4 separate regions of the Sus scrofa genome follow, and regions 1, 3 and 4 are each linked to region 2. A link is a contact called in public Hi-C and HiChIP or PLAC-seq data. All regions are on one chromosome and are shown on one strand. Each heading gives the region's core, a stretch centred on a gene start, on an enhancer-like site or on the middle of the called end of the contact. The rest is flanking DNA. Distances are from core to core; before and after follow the strand shown. Region 1 overlaps PRRX1 (paired mesoderm homeobox protein 1). Region 2 overlaps KIFAP3 (kinesin-associated protein 3). Region 3 overlaps PRRX1 (paired mesoderm homeobox protein 1). Region 4 has its middle 25 kb from the start of GORAB.

Evidence for each region. Hi-C and Micro-C count contacts between places; a contact is called where the count stands out from the background. HiChIP or PLAC-seq counts read pairs in DNA pulled down with a chosen protein or histone mark.
Region 1: an H3K27ac HiChIP or PLAC-seq map of skeletal muscle shows a contact between it and region 2, with 12 times the contacts expected there. The contact joins two enhancer-like sites. A contact is called at or near these places in 3 of 47 Hi-C or Micro-C datasets (embryonic fibroblasts and skeletal muscle) and 1 of 2 datasets of contacts at active chromatin or transcription factors (skeletal muscle).
Region 3: a contact with region 2 is called in a Hi-C map of psoas muscle, with 3 times the contacts expected there. The contact joins two enhancer-like sites. A contact is called at or near these places in 2 of 47 Hi-C or Micro-C datasets (heart right ventricle and psoas muscle) and 1 of 2 datasets of contacts at active chromatin or transcription factors (skeletal muscle).
Region 4: a contact with region 2 is called in an H3K27ac HiChIP or PLAC-seq map of skeletal muscle, with 6 times the contacts expected there. The contact joins two enhancer-like sites. A contact is called at or near these places in 1 of 47 Hi-C or Micro-C datasets (epiblast stem cells) and 1 of 2 datasets of contacts at active chromatin or transcription factors (skeletal muscle).

What each region holds. Positions count from the first base shown.
Region 1 is chr4:80,436,409-80,439,325 of Sscrofa11.1, reverse strand. All of the region lies in intron 3 of PRRX1 (paired mesoderm homeobox protein 1), which reads left to right. The region is part of intron 2 of LOC106510093 (a long non-coding RNA gene); the gene reads right to left. Among named protein-coding and RNA genes, the nearest start is that of PRRX1, 65 kb to the left of the region's middle. Within about 2 kb of position 1,550, at least 8 of the 83 cell types and tissues checked have an H3K27ac peak or open chromatin away from gene starts, as enhancers often do. A contact at or near this core is called in skeletal muscle, where this site is marked.
Region 2 is chr4:81,093,603-81,096,569 of Sscrofa11.1, reverse strand. All of the region lies in intron 19 of KIFAP3 (kinesin-associated protein 3), which reads right to left. Among named protein-coding and RNA genes, the nearest start is that of SCYL3, 39 kb to the left of the region's middle. Within about 2 kb of position 1,584, at least 1 of the 83 cell types and tissues checked has an H3K27ac peak or open chromatin away from gene starts, as enhancers often do. A contact at or near this core is called in skeletal muscle, where this site is marked.
Region 3 is chr4:80,467,578-80,470,597 of Sscrofa11.1, reverse strand. All of the region lies in intron 1 of PRRX1 (paired mesoderm homeobox protein 1), which reads left to right. Among named protein-coding and RNA genes, the nearest start is that of PRRX1, 34 kb to the left of the region's middle. Within about 2 kb of position 1,562, at least 4 of the 83 cell types and tissues checked have an H3K27ac peak or open chromatin away from gene starts, as enhancers often do. A contact at or near this core is called in skeletal muscle, where this site is marked.
Region 4 is chr4:80,564,220-80,566,948 of Sscrofa11.1, reverse strand. No RefSeq gene overlaps it. Among named protein-coding and RNA genes, the nearest start is that of GORAB, 25 kb to the left of the region's middle. Within about 2 kb of position 1,323, at least 4 of the 83 cell types and tissues checked have an H3K27ac peak or open chromatin away from gene starts, as enhancers often do. A contact at or near this core is called in skeletal muscle, where this site is marked.

The DNA.
Region 1 (2,917 bases), core at 301-2,800, 660 kb after region 2:
TGCATGAATGGGGATGAATACTCCCTTAATTACATTGGGCTACATTATCTGGACCTCAGTGGAAATTCAAATCCCAGTGCCTGCCTCAATATATACTTTGTACATGGGAATCTAACTGAAATTATTAACATGGAATTTATGTGTGCTTTGGGGGGGGAGTGTTCTATTTTAATTTGGAAGATTATGTAGAAAAACTAGATACACTTTTTAAAAACACTCATAATTGCGCCACCTTGAGATAGTTCGTTTATTTTTACAATTAGAATTCAGTATTTTATATAGTATAGATTTAGTGTAAATACTATTTTTTATTCTGCTCCTTTCACTTAAAATCATATAACCTAGTACTTCTTACTCAGTTCATGGTATACTTTTATATCATTTCTCTCTTAGGCAGAGTTTGTAAAAAATAATTCAACATTTCATAGAATCTGATTGTTCATGTTCTGTATGAAGAATAAATTAATCTCCAGATTTAAGTAGAAAAAATGATGGTTTAAGCAGTAATTTAATCAATAATAATGGTTTTTTTTTTGACCCAATGTTGACTGAAGTGTTTATATTTTGATCAATTTCTGAAAGTGGCAAAAGCTATTTTGTTACTTGGAGATTTTTCTGCTATGTTTAGAACCAAAATACATTATGATTTCACATTTTGAAGCTTGGTAGGAAATATAAGTCTTGTTAAGAAAATATAAAAGAAAAACAAGTGATGAAAAGCAAAAGAAACGATACACTTTTTGTGTTATGGAACATGAACTTGCTATTTCTGTTGATACTCTTATGTCAAAGTAGTTATCTCACATGTGACGTTCATTAAAAGGCATTTCTCTTGGTTAATCCTTGGATGCTCCCGTGTGGCAGCTCTGTCCTTGATCTGGTTCCAAAGAAGAGACTGAACACTTGCCCAAGTTTAAGCCTTCAGCAAGCAGAATTAGAGCCAGTGCTCATGATTCCTCTTTCTGTCCAACATATTTGCCACATAACCATATTTTCATTCAAATTAAACCTTATATGATATCAAAAATAGTAAAAAGTATAAGATTGGAGAACTACATAAACATGCCTGTTTGATTCAGGGCTTTGTCTCAGATCTGTGAGGCCTGCCTGCAGCTGAGGTCCACGTTGTGGGGTGTGCAGGCACCCCCTGGAATAAATGATGTGCCTTGGTCATGCAACTCGGGGACAGTGAGCAGACAGTTTTGCCAGAGGGTCAGTTTGCTGACTTCCACAGCTCTCCCCTGGAAGAAGAGAGGAGGAAACCAAGACTCAAAGCAATAGCGTGCATATGGTCAGAATTATGGGATGGGAAACAGCCAAAACATTTTTTTTTTTCTGGGTGTCTTTTATATCCAGAGTGGAGGCTGTATAATTTATCATTCAAACTGGGACACTTTTGAGAGTGAAAGGGGAGTACTATTAATAATGACACTAGGACAACAGGCATAAACTGGGATTGTCCCTGGCAAACAGAGATGTATGGGTCACTCTATTTATAGCACGTCCTGACCTCTTTCATTCCCTTGAGCATGTTAGAGGTGATGATGTCAGGCAGGCAACTGAGTCACTGGGAGGAGCAAAGTATTCTCTAACAGGCCACTACTGTCCTGGCAGGTGTCTTCTTTATCTACCCGTAGCCAGTTGAAAAAAGCTTGTCTTTGGCCCATATGCTCACTGCTTAGCTTAGAACTGTTTCCTTAAGCAAATGAAAGCACACAGAAGCACCAAAGTTATTAAGACTCATTATCTTGTAGTGCTTTGCCTCTTGGGTAGCAGGGATTAACCAAGTCCTAGACTTTTGACTGCTGTTTTAGATGAAGTAGTCAAGAATCTTTTCTGCAGAAACATCCTTTCCTGTGAAAGGTAGAGAATGGCCTGGCTCTGCAGTATTGGTCTGGAGTGCCCTTTCCAGAGGGAGGGCTGGGCTTCAAAGACAACTAATGACAAGTGAAAGAGAGGCCAGCCATCCTTATCCACAATTTTCCTCCCCCCAACCTTCTCCTTCTCCACCTCCCCTCATTTGATCGTGGTCACAGTGCTGCCTGACATCTGCTGAACGCATTTGGCTCATTTCTCCCTTTCACACTTTCAAAAATAGATCCTCGTCCCTCCCAAGATGTTGTTTACACGAGGGGCTTCATAACGGATTCTAACGGAAGACACTGAAAAGGTAACTTGTCAGAGGGGAAAGAGGGTGGCTGCTGGGGGCAGGGTTTAAGTGGGAATTAACTCTGTTGAAGAAAGTGGGGTTTTACAGTCCTAGGAATGAAAGCAGTGAGGTCCTCAAGTGGGGAATCCTATTGGAAACCAGAGCTGTAAGAAAATATGTCCTTAGAGTTAAAGTAGTCTGATGGCCTAGAGCAGGGCTCGTCACAGATTACTGGGCAAGTGAATCATCTGGAATCGTGTTACGGTGCAGACTCAGATTCAGTGAGTCTGTGGCAGGACCTGGGATTTGTGCCTCTAACGTGCTGCCATGTGAGGGCCATGCTGTTGACACTTGGTCCATACTTTGAAGAGTGTGGTTTTAGATGACTGTAGGATGTGGGACAGAGGTCAGAAGAACTGTGTTCTTGTCCTGGCTGCTGCAACTCAGGCCAGTTGGGTCATCACTCTTTTATGTAGCCTTGTATCTAAAATCAAGCTAGTGATAGTTTCCCTATTATATGTCTCACGAGGTAATTTGGAACCTATGTTTAAGCAACGTGCATTTCAAAAAAGAAATACAAAAATCATGAGATGATAGAAAATAGGCAAGCCTTCAAATATAAAATATTTCTAGAAAGAAAAACTTTAAAATGGTGGAAGTAAAAAAAAAAAAATGGTGGAAGTCTCACTGAATATGCCGTGCAAACTGAACGTTTACAAATGAAATATGGTCCTATTGTCCACTTTAAGAGCTAAATACACTTCAAAA
Region 2 (2,967 bases), core at 335-2,834:
ATATTATATCATTATTACGTAAGTTTTTTTATCCCTTTACATTAAAAAAATTATAGTTTCCTTGAGATTCTTCTATTAACTTTAGTTCTTGGGCATCCTCTTTGTTGCCTCTGACAATTGTTCAACTTCAGGTTTGTTTTTTTTTTTGCCTGTCTGCTGGTCCTTGAGCTTGGAAATATTCCTACAGAGGTTCTGTATTTGTTTATAATATATCAAGGCCCTGGGGATTTCGCTGTCCTGAAACAACTTTAATGATAATTTCTTGACTTGGGATTCCCTGAATTAGATGTATAGTATAAATTCTGACCCCATGAGTGTACTTGGAACAAGCGTATGATTCCTCTTCCTCATGAATGACTGACTATCCTCCCCATCTAGGGCTGTAGGGCAGAAGACAAGTTTTGGTTTTGTGAATTAAAAGGGCTAGTGAATCAAAATCTAATCCTCTTTTCAACTGATGAGAAAAAGGCAGCTCTTTGAAGTTCTAGGCTTTATATAGGGCATCAGTTCCATCTTCCTGTATTATGTAACCTGTACCTAGTTCAGTATTCTTGTGGTGGCTCTTGTGTGTGTGTGTGTGTGTCTGTGTGTGTGTGTGTGTCTGTGTGTGTCTGTGTGTGAATTTGGTCATGAATTATAACTTTTTGTTATATTTTGTCCACCTTTTCTATATCTATATAGGACATGGGTCTTCCAAGTCAGCTCGAGGATGGACCTCCAGTCCATCTTGCTAGAAGTCCCTTCCATTTTACTCTCATCTCTTTGCACATCTAAGGAAAGAATTTATAAACCTTGTATTCCTGTAGCTCAAATTTAGCTTTCTTGAAAGAACAATAACTTGAGAGAAATAACTGGAGCCATTAGAAGGTGTTTTCCTTCTCCTTATTTGTAGCAATTAACTGAAAAAACACTCTAATAGGTGCTTAATAGAGGCCGTCAGATGTGATTATGAAGCTGAAGGGAATACTTATTGAAACCTGTAATGGTCTCAAATTTTTTACATCAATCATTCAATGAAATTATACAATCTAGTCATCTTTAACTTCCACTTCTTCAATTAAATACAAGGACTTCTTGAAATTAGCAGTTCTATAATATCTAGCAATGCCTCATTTCACACCACCAAATGTTAAGGGAACTTGCTGAACTACTTAAGTAACCCCTAGGTCAATAAACTGAGTCATTAGCACCTCCTTTAAATAATTGTTTGTCTGTTACTGGTTCAGCATTTATATAATCTGTCATAATACTTTGATTTTTTTTAAGGTACAAAAATTACTGCTGTAGGCTTAAAGTAGAGAATTTAAGTAGCGATGTTTTCACAGTGATAGTTTAACTATACTGTCTGGTACTGAGTGAGTTAAAGCCTGAACACCACAGCTAATTACTATGTAATGCTAACCTTAGTTGCTGGTTCATTTTGAGACTCTTTAAAATATGAACTGTGTATTTTACCCCTATGCACTCTCTTAATGATTTGTTTTTTTAGACTGAAATCACTTCCAGCCATCAGTTAGACTCTTGGTCTCTACATATGCACTTCTCCAAGCACAAATATTTCTTTTTCCTATTGGTCTGCCAGCTCTGTCAGAGCAAATTTCACTTTAAACTAAATGCTATGATACTTAAAACCTCTTGGATTACCCAGGCTGCTAGTGTGATCTATGACCTTCCAAGAATGACAGCTGAACTTTCCAATTTGCTTATACTGCTTGGGGAACTAAAAGCACATGCCAAAGAGGAAAATGTTTCTGATGTTGAACAGAGAGGAGAGTTCTTGTTGGAGGTGGGAGCAGGAGACTATTAAGTACTGAAAAATACTAATAAGAAATGAAAAGAAACTAAACATGCTGCAAAATCTAAGAGCTAGAACATAATTCAAAAGTTAATGCTAGTATTAAAAACTTTTTAGTCCAGTTGCAATATGAATAATGACCTTCAGTTACTGAAATTTAAACACCAACCAGAATCTAAAAATGATAATGTACTATCAAAATGAATGAGTTCAAGAGATAGAATATAAAATTATCGCAAGTACTATACAAAATGGGCTATATCAGCTTCCCATCTTTCTTTATAAAGCAGAAATCTGACATACGGATATGATCAAAGAGGTAATATTGCTATCTAATATGCACGCTACCCCCACTGACATGTTGTTTTCTTGTGAATTAAAAATTAATGTTAAGCTTCTATTAAAACGTCTCCAAAGTCCTTAAATAAATAATACAGTTTGAGGATATTTTTATCCATATAAAGAAACTTTTAACTTTCTTTTACTACCTTACATAAGAAGTGGATAAATGTTAGTTATAAAAAAAAATCTAAAAAATCTTATCAACCATAAGCTTAATACGAAGTTTCTAATTTACGCCCTGGTCTACTAATTCATTTATCTGTCTCAATAATTTTTAGGCCAAATAGTCTGAAAATTACTTTGGCTGATAAAAATCAAGTAGTTATAAAGACTTTTTTGTAGCTAAAACAAACTAAGTAATATTTTTCTAAAATTGAGGGCACAAGTATGGGTAATAGAAACTATATTTAAATAAATTAAAAGTGCGTGTTCTTAAATAGCTAAGCATAAAACATTTGAAAATTTGACTCTAAATAAATTTATAATACAAAATATACAACAAAAGGCATATCCTTGCATTATATTTCATTTTTTTAATTAAAAATTTTTAATGAATGATTTTTTAAATAATAATAACAACAGTAACTTTTTTTGGCCACACTGTGTAACAGCCTGATGTGGGAATCTCAGTTCCCAGACCAAGTATTAAACCTGGGCTGCAGTGGTGAAAGTGCTAAGTCCTAACCACTACACAACCAGGGAACTCTCAAGACTCTTTAAATTGGACAGTGCTTTACAATTTTCAAAAGTTTCACACATATGATTTCATATAATCCCATAACACTTTTCTCCTTCATCCCTATCTTGCCTCTCCCTCCTTTCCCTCTCCC
Region 3 (3,020 bases), core at 313-2,812, 630 kb after region 2:
CTATTAGAGATAGAAGGGGCTGGAGAGGGTGTCCTTTACAACCTTTTATTTGCAAAATGAGGAACCTGAGGCGATTTGCACGAGATCAGCCAACTAGTTGCAGAGCTGTGCCTGCCACCTGAGCTCCTGTTTAATGCCCATTACATTCCACAAATGGCTTTTCCATAGCTTCCTTCTGGTTGCAACCAGTCAAAATATGATGCTAGATAAATACTACATATCTAAACATTCAACAATTGTCCCTCCCCCTCTTTTAGAAAAATCTGTCTAGGATATATTTAGGATGCTATCATTATCTGTCTGTTCACATATGCTTGGTGAAGGAGGATGCGTTCTGGGGTGGAAAAGTCATTCTTTCGCACTGGGCGTTTGTACAGGCATGAGATTCTCAGACGCAATTTGTTGAGGCGAACGTATTCTTCTTCAAAGTCAGGACTAAAAGCCTCTATACCGCCAGCTGTGCTTGAGTTCTTTTCACTTGGACATGTCAACTTCCAGTCAATTGTACTTCTTATTAGTTCAAATCGCTTCCCAGTGTAATAATGACAATAGTGTAAATAAACTCTACTTCAATAAAAAATTAAAAATAAAAACAAAAAACTCAAAAAGGAAAGTAGAGACTATCGCTGCCATTTTTAGATTTGTATGCTGGCAAGAGAGTCAAACATCAAAGAAATATGACTGCAAAACTCTTAGATTCAGTGGACATTGAACTGTGCTAAAATAAGAGAGCAACTGAAGCAGTGTTCGTGATTTTAAAATATTAAATCCGCAACACATAATCAATAATCTGGTTAATAATTCATATTGACTAATAATTGTGGATGTGTTTTTTTGCTCATTTCAATGAGGAATCATTTTTCAAGTTTTTATTTTATGAGCTTATAGCCCCATATTGGTATTAATTGTTATAAAATTAAGTTACTTATAAATAATAAAAAGAAAATATGAAACTAGATGTATTTGAGGTCTTGGAACAATTTACTTTATTTGTTTACTTGATTTTTATTTTTTAAAAAGTTTATATGTATTTAAGTTAAAAAAATCACTTCCTATTAGCTCCTACTAGAAACTAATGTCTCTAGTCAACAAGAAATCCGTAAGAGGTATGAACTCACATCTTTCCCCACAACTGTCCTGATTGCATCTTCTCCTTTCACTTCACTGCCTGGTTGTACTCTTTTTGGTCTATTCTTTGGGACCTTTGCTGGAACCTCAGTTGCCACAGTGTAGCAGAGGCTTAGAGCAATTTAGGATGATTTTTTCTTGGACCTTCTAGGTGTTCATGTGGAAAAATAAAATATAGACATGTTTTCCTCCATGTTTCAATCTAAGAGGCTTGGGCCTTTAGTTTCCTCTCCCTGTGGTGGTGTGTGTCCTAAAGCCAGCACACAGAGGGACAGAAAGGATCCACACCTTACAGCTGCACTGGTCACTCATGCAAGGTGGTGGAGAGGCAGAAGCAAGGGAGACAGTGACATGTGAAAGTGCCAGGGCCGCACAACAGTAAGATGGGCCTGGCCTGCTACTTGGAAACTCAGTGGGTGTTACTCCCACACTGTGGGAAGGCTAGCAAATGCATCCTTAGTCACAACCAGCCGTGGCATGTCTGTATTAGAGGAGAAGAGGCCACCTTGAATCTCAATATCTTATATTTATCTTCAATTGCCTATTCCCTAATGTACAGTTCTCAGAGAAGAATGTGCCACAGAGTTCCAATAGTTATGAAAAGATAACATACAGTATAGCTGGCAGTCCAGCAGGGATGTGGTTAAGATTTGCCAAGCTGTCCGATGTTCTTTTTAAGTAAAAAGATCTCACCGAATAACTCTTATGATCCACTTTTCCAGTTAAAAACGGGCAAAGAACACATTTTGCCATTTGTGCTAGAGATCAGTATCTCTTTATTTACATGAAAATTACTTTAAAAGCCAGGCAAAACCTATAAAATCTTAAATATTCCACACGGGGGACTCAAACTAAGAATCTTTGTCAAATAAAATGAGTTCTCCAAGATCTGCTTTCAGCCACTTTCTTTGCATCTAAACATAGCCTCTCTTAGAGGAAGGAAATAGTAAAGTTCTCACAGAGAGAAAACCGTTTGCCACTCAGTAAAAATCCTGGGGCCTCACTGTATGAAAGCTGTAATTTAGCTCGACTCACTCCTCCATGAGTTAATTTAGAGCACCAATAAAAGGAGATTATTTTTGGATTGAGAATCTGCCTGGCACATTCTCTGAATCTAATAGAGCTAAATAAAACCATCCAAACTCCTGTGATTTTTGGAGGAGGTCACCCACAAGTGACGGCCCTGTGATAGATCTTTGGAACACAGCAAACCAAATGCCAAGGAGCATGCTCTAGTCTGGTGAGGTTAGGAGCCACATATATGAACAGACCCACTTCTGAAACACGTATGACTTGGAAGAGATGTGGAATGTGAACATGCAAGTAGGCCTGAGTGTGCACACACGCACGTGCACACACAAACACTCCCATTGGTCCAGGAGGGAGCAAGGAGAAAGGGAAATCAGAGAGAACTGACGTAAAATAAGCTGTGTCCCATTTTTGGCTGTGGCACCTAACTGGTTTCCACTGGGCAAATCACTTCAACTTTTTGAATCTCAGTTACTTTATTGTGAAAATGGGAACAATTGTCTTTCTTAAAGGGTTATCATATCAGATATGAAAAGTGTATATATTCACAATCACCTTACAAGTATAAGAGGAATTTAGTTTTGATTTTTTTCCTTGCCTATATCCTATCTGCTTTTTTCTCATAGTCAATGTAAGATAAGCCCGTCATAGAAAATAGAGAAGAGTGTGAGAAGGCAATAAGAGAAAAATATCTATTATTGGCGTCACTCAGAGGTGAACACTCTTAACATTTTATTTCTTTCTAGTCTTTTTTTGCTGAATGGTTTTATACAGTTAAGAATATATCAGGAGTTCCCGTCGTGGCGCAGTGGTTAACGAATCCGACTAGGAACCATGAGGTTGAGGGTTCAATCCCTGCCCTT
Region 4 (2,729 bases), core at 74-2,573, 530 kb after region 2:
CTGATAGATATAACTCAGTGTGCAAGGCAAGACCTGGGGCCACCCTGGACCAAGGTAATCATATCCCTTCTCAACACAGATCTACCCAGGTCTGACCTGTACTACTCTCTAGAGGATGAAGCAGGATACTGTTCTCCTGTACCTTAATATCAGGCCACTTTTGCCTGCTCCTAATCTCAAACAACTGTCGAAAATACATTGTCTCCTCATGCAGTTGATCAAACAGCTATATGTAACTACATAAATGCAGAGCTATATAAGTGGATACAACCTGGGCCATTTGTCCTTCAGAAACTTAGTGTACTTGAAGGTTTAAGATTTCCATTCAGGAGTTCCCGTCATGGCGCAGCGGAAACAAATCCAACTAGGAACCATGAGGTTGTGGGTTTGATCCCTGGCTTCGTTCAGTGGGTTAAGGATCTGGCGTTGCTGTGACTTGTGATATAGATTACAGACGAGGCTCTGATCCTGCGTTGCTGTGGCTGTGGTGTAGACTGGCAGCTCCGATTGGACCCCTAGCCTGGGTATCTCCATATGCCGTGGGTGTGGCCCTAAAAAAGCAAAAAAAAAAAAAAAAGAGAGAGAAAATTCCATTCATAAAACAAGCACTGATAACAGAACATAATATCTTGTTAATGGGAAGCAAAATAAATGATCAGGGAGGCATCCTCTAGAAATCTCAAATTTTTAGACCATTCCTAATTTTAAATATTCTATCCAGGCGTTCTGCAATCTCTGAATGTATTTAGGATGTACCATTTCTCAGTTTGCTTTTAGCTCTGAGGAGCAACACATACACAACTAAAAAAACAAAAAACAACATGTTTGGATTTTGAGTTAAAAAAGCGTAGTCACCAGAACAGTGAATTGGAAAGGGGGAGGTCTTTGCATGTCGTAATTTAAAATAGGGGGCCCACTGGGATCTATCAGTGAGAGAAAAAATTAAGTATTGGAAAAATGAACTTTAAACTCACGTCTTTCTGACAAAGGGTTGATGGTATCTTACATGGAGAAGAACATAAATATAATGGCTCATTACAGTAATTCAAGGCGTTGCTGAACCAATGGGCAATAATTACTGCCCAAGCCAGAACAAGATGGAAATGGAACCGACTGGTATGAATTCAAAGATAACATGGATGCCTGTTCAAGGAGCATATGTAAGAGGTCTTTTCAAGCCAAATTGATTCTAAGCACCTAAAATAGAGCCATAATTAAGCAATAAGACGTGACAGGGAGCACATTTCTCAGTGATTATAGCATCTCTCAAGGGAGAAGTCACTAGGCCAAAGGTTCATATGAGGAGTGAAATAAGAACCTTGCAGTGTATAGTATCACACACTTAGAGGGAGAAGGAGAAAGAGAAGGAAATGAATAATGGGAGTTAGAAGGGTCATTCCATGAGCTATTATTTCAGTTGCTGGGTAATACTGTCGTTTGTACAGTACATCTGGCTGTTAGTTGTACCCAGCTCTGTATTTATACCAGAGCCTTCACTCATTTTAATGTCCTACAGGATTGTCCATTTCTCATTTTCTTAGCCAAGCAAAAACCAAGCAGTTAAGACACAAACAGACTTGAAAGTCCATAGCCATCTATATGGAACTACTATCTGCTGGAATTATAACAGATAATTTAGTATCTTGGCTCATTTATCCCAAGTGCATTTCCCTCAGAAACTACTAATAGCCATGGCCCAAGTATCATATAGGTAGATACCTTACTGCGAGATGTCTCTCCATGTTTCTATGATTCTTTATCACCACAGAAGATAGCTAAAAATCTTTTGAAACAAAGTCAAAGGACAAGATTATTTTGTGGACCTTAATTTTACCAGTGTATTTTATCCCAGGCTGTACCCTAGACAAAATTCTGGGCAAACAATCATTTATCTTGTACAGCCTAGGTCCCATTTCTGTGAGCAGTGCTCTCTCAAAATCTGTTCCTGAGAAATCTGAAGACAGTTGCTGTATACTGAATGCTTGTGTCCCTCCCAAGTTCATGTCAAAACCTAACCCCCCAATGTGATGGTTTATTGGGAGATGGAGCCTTTGGGAGATGGTTAGGCCATGAAGTTAGAGCCCTCATGACAGTATTTGTGCCCTTATAAGAGACCCCAGAAAACTCCCTCACCCCTTCCACCATGTGGGGACACAGAAGATATCTAGTCATCTTTGCCAGACCCTGACTCAGCCAACACCTTAATCTTGGACTTCCCAGCCTCCAGAATTTGAGAAATAAATTTGCTATTTCTAAATCACCCAGTCTACACTATTCTGTTACATTAGCAGACATTTGGTCCTGTCCAAAACTTCTATGAGCACATATGGTCTATGCCAATTGGTTTTGCGTAGGACCAAGTATCAAAGACCTTTTGGCATGGGCAAAAACCCTTATGGGCATTTTAGATAGGACCGAATGTCCTGAAATATTCTGTTACAGCAGTTCAAACAGACCAAGACAGTAATTACCTACATTCTGGGGAAACTTTAAGTCAATAGGTTATTTTTGTCAAGGATGTCTGCATTTTAATGTAATGGAATATTTTAAAGTAATTTGTATTTTAATTAGTGCAGTGGAAATCTTAACCCCCAGCTAAAGGAATTTCAAGCATCAGAGAGCAGGTGTGAGAATTGGGAGACTGGTGCTGCTGCATGAAGAGGACCTGACATCATGCTCTATTGCACAACCTGAGAAATAAGTTCCTGAAGCCTTTTTGCCCGTGCTGT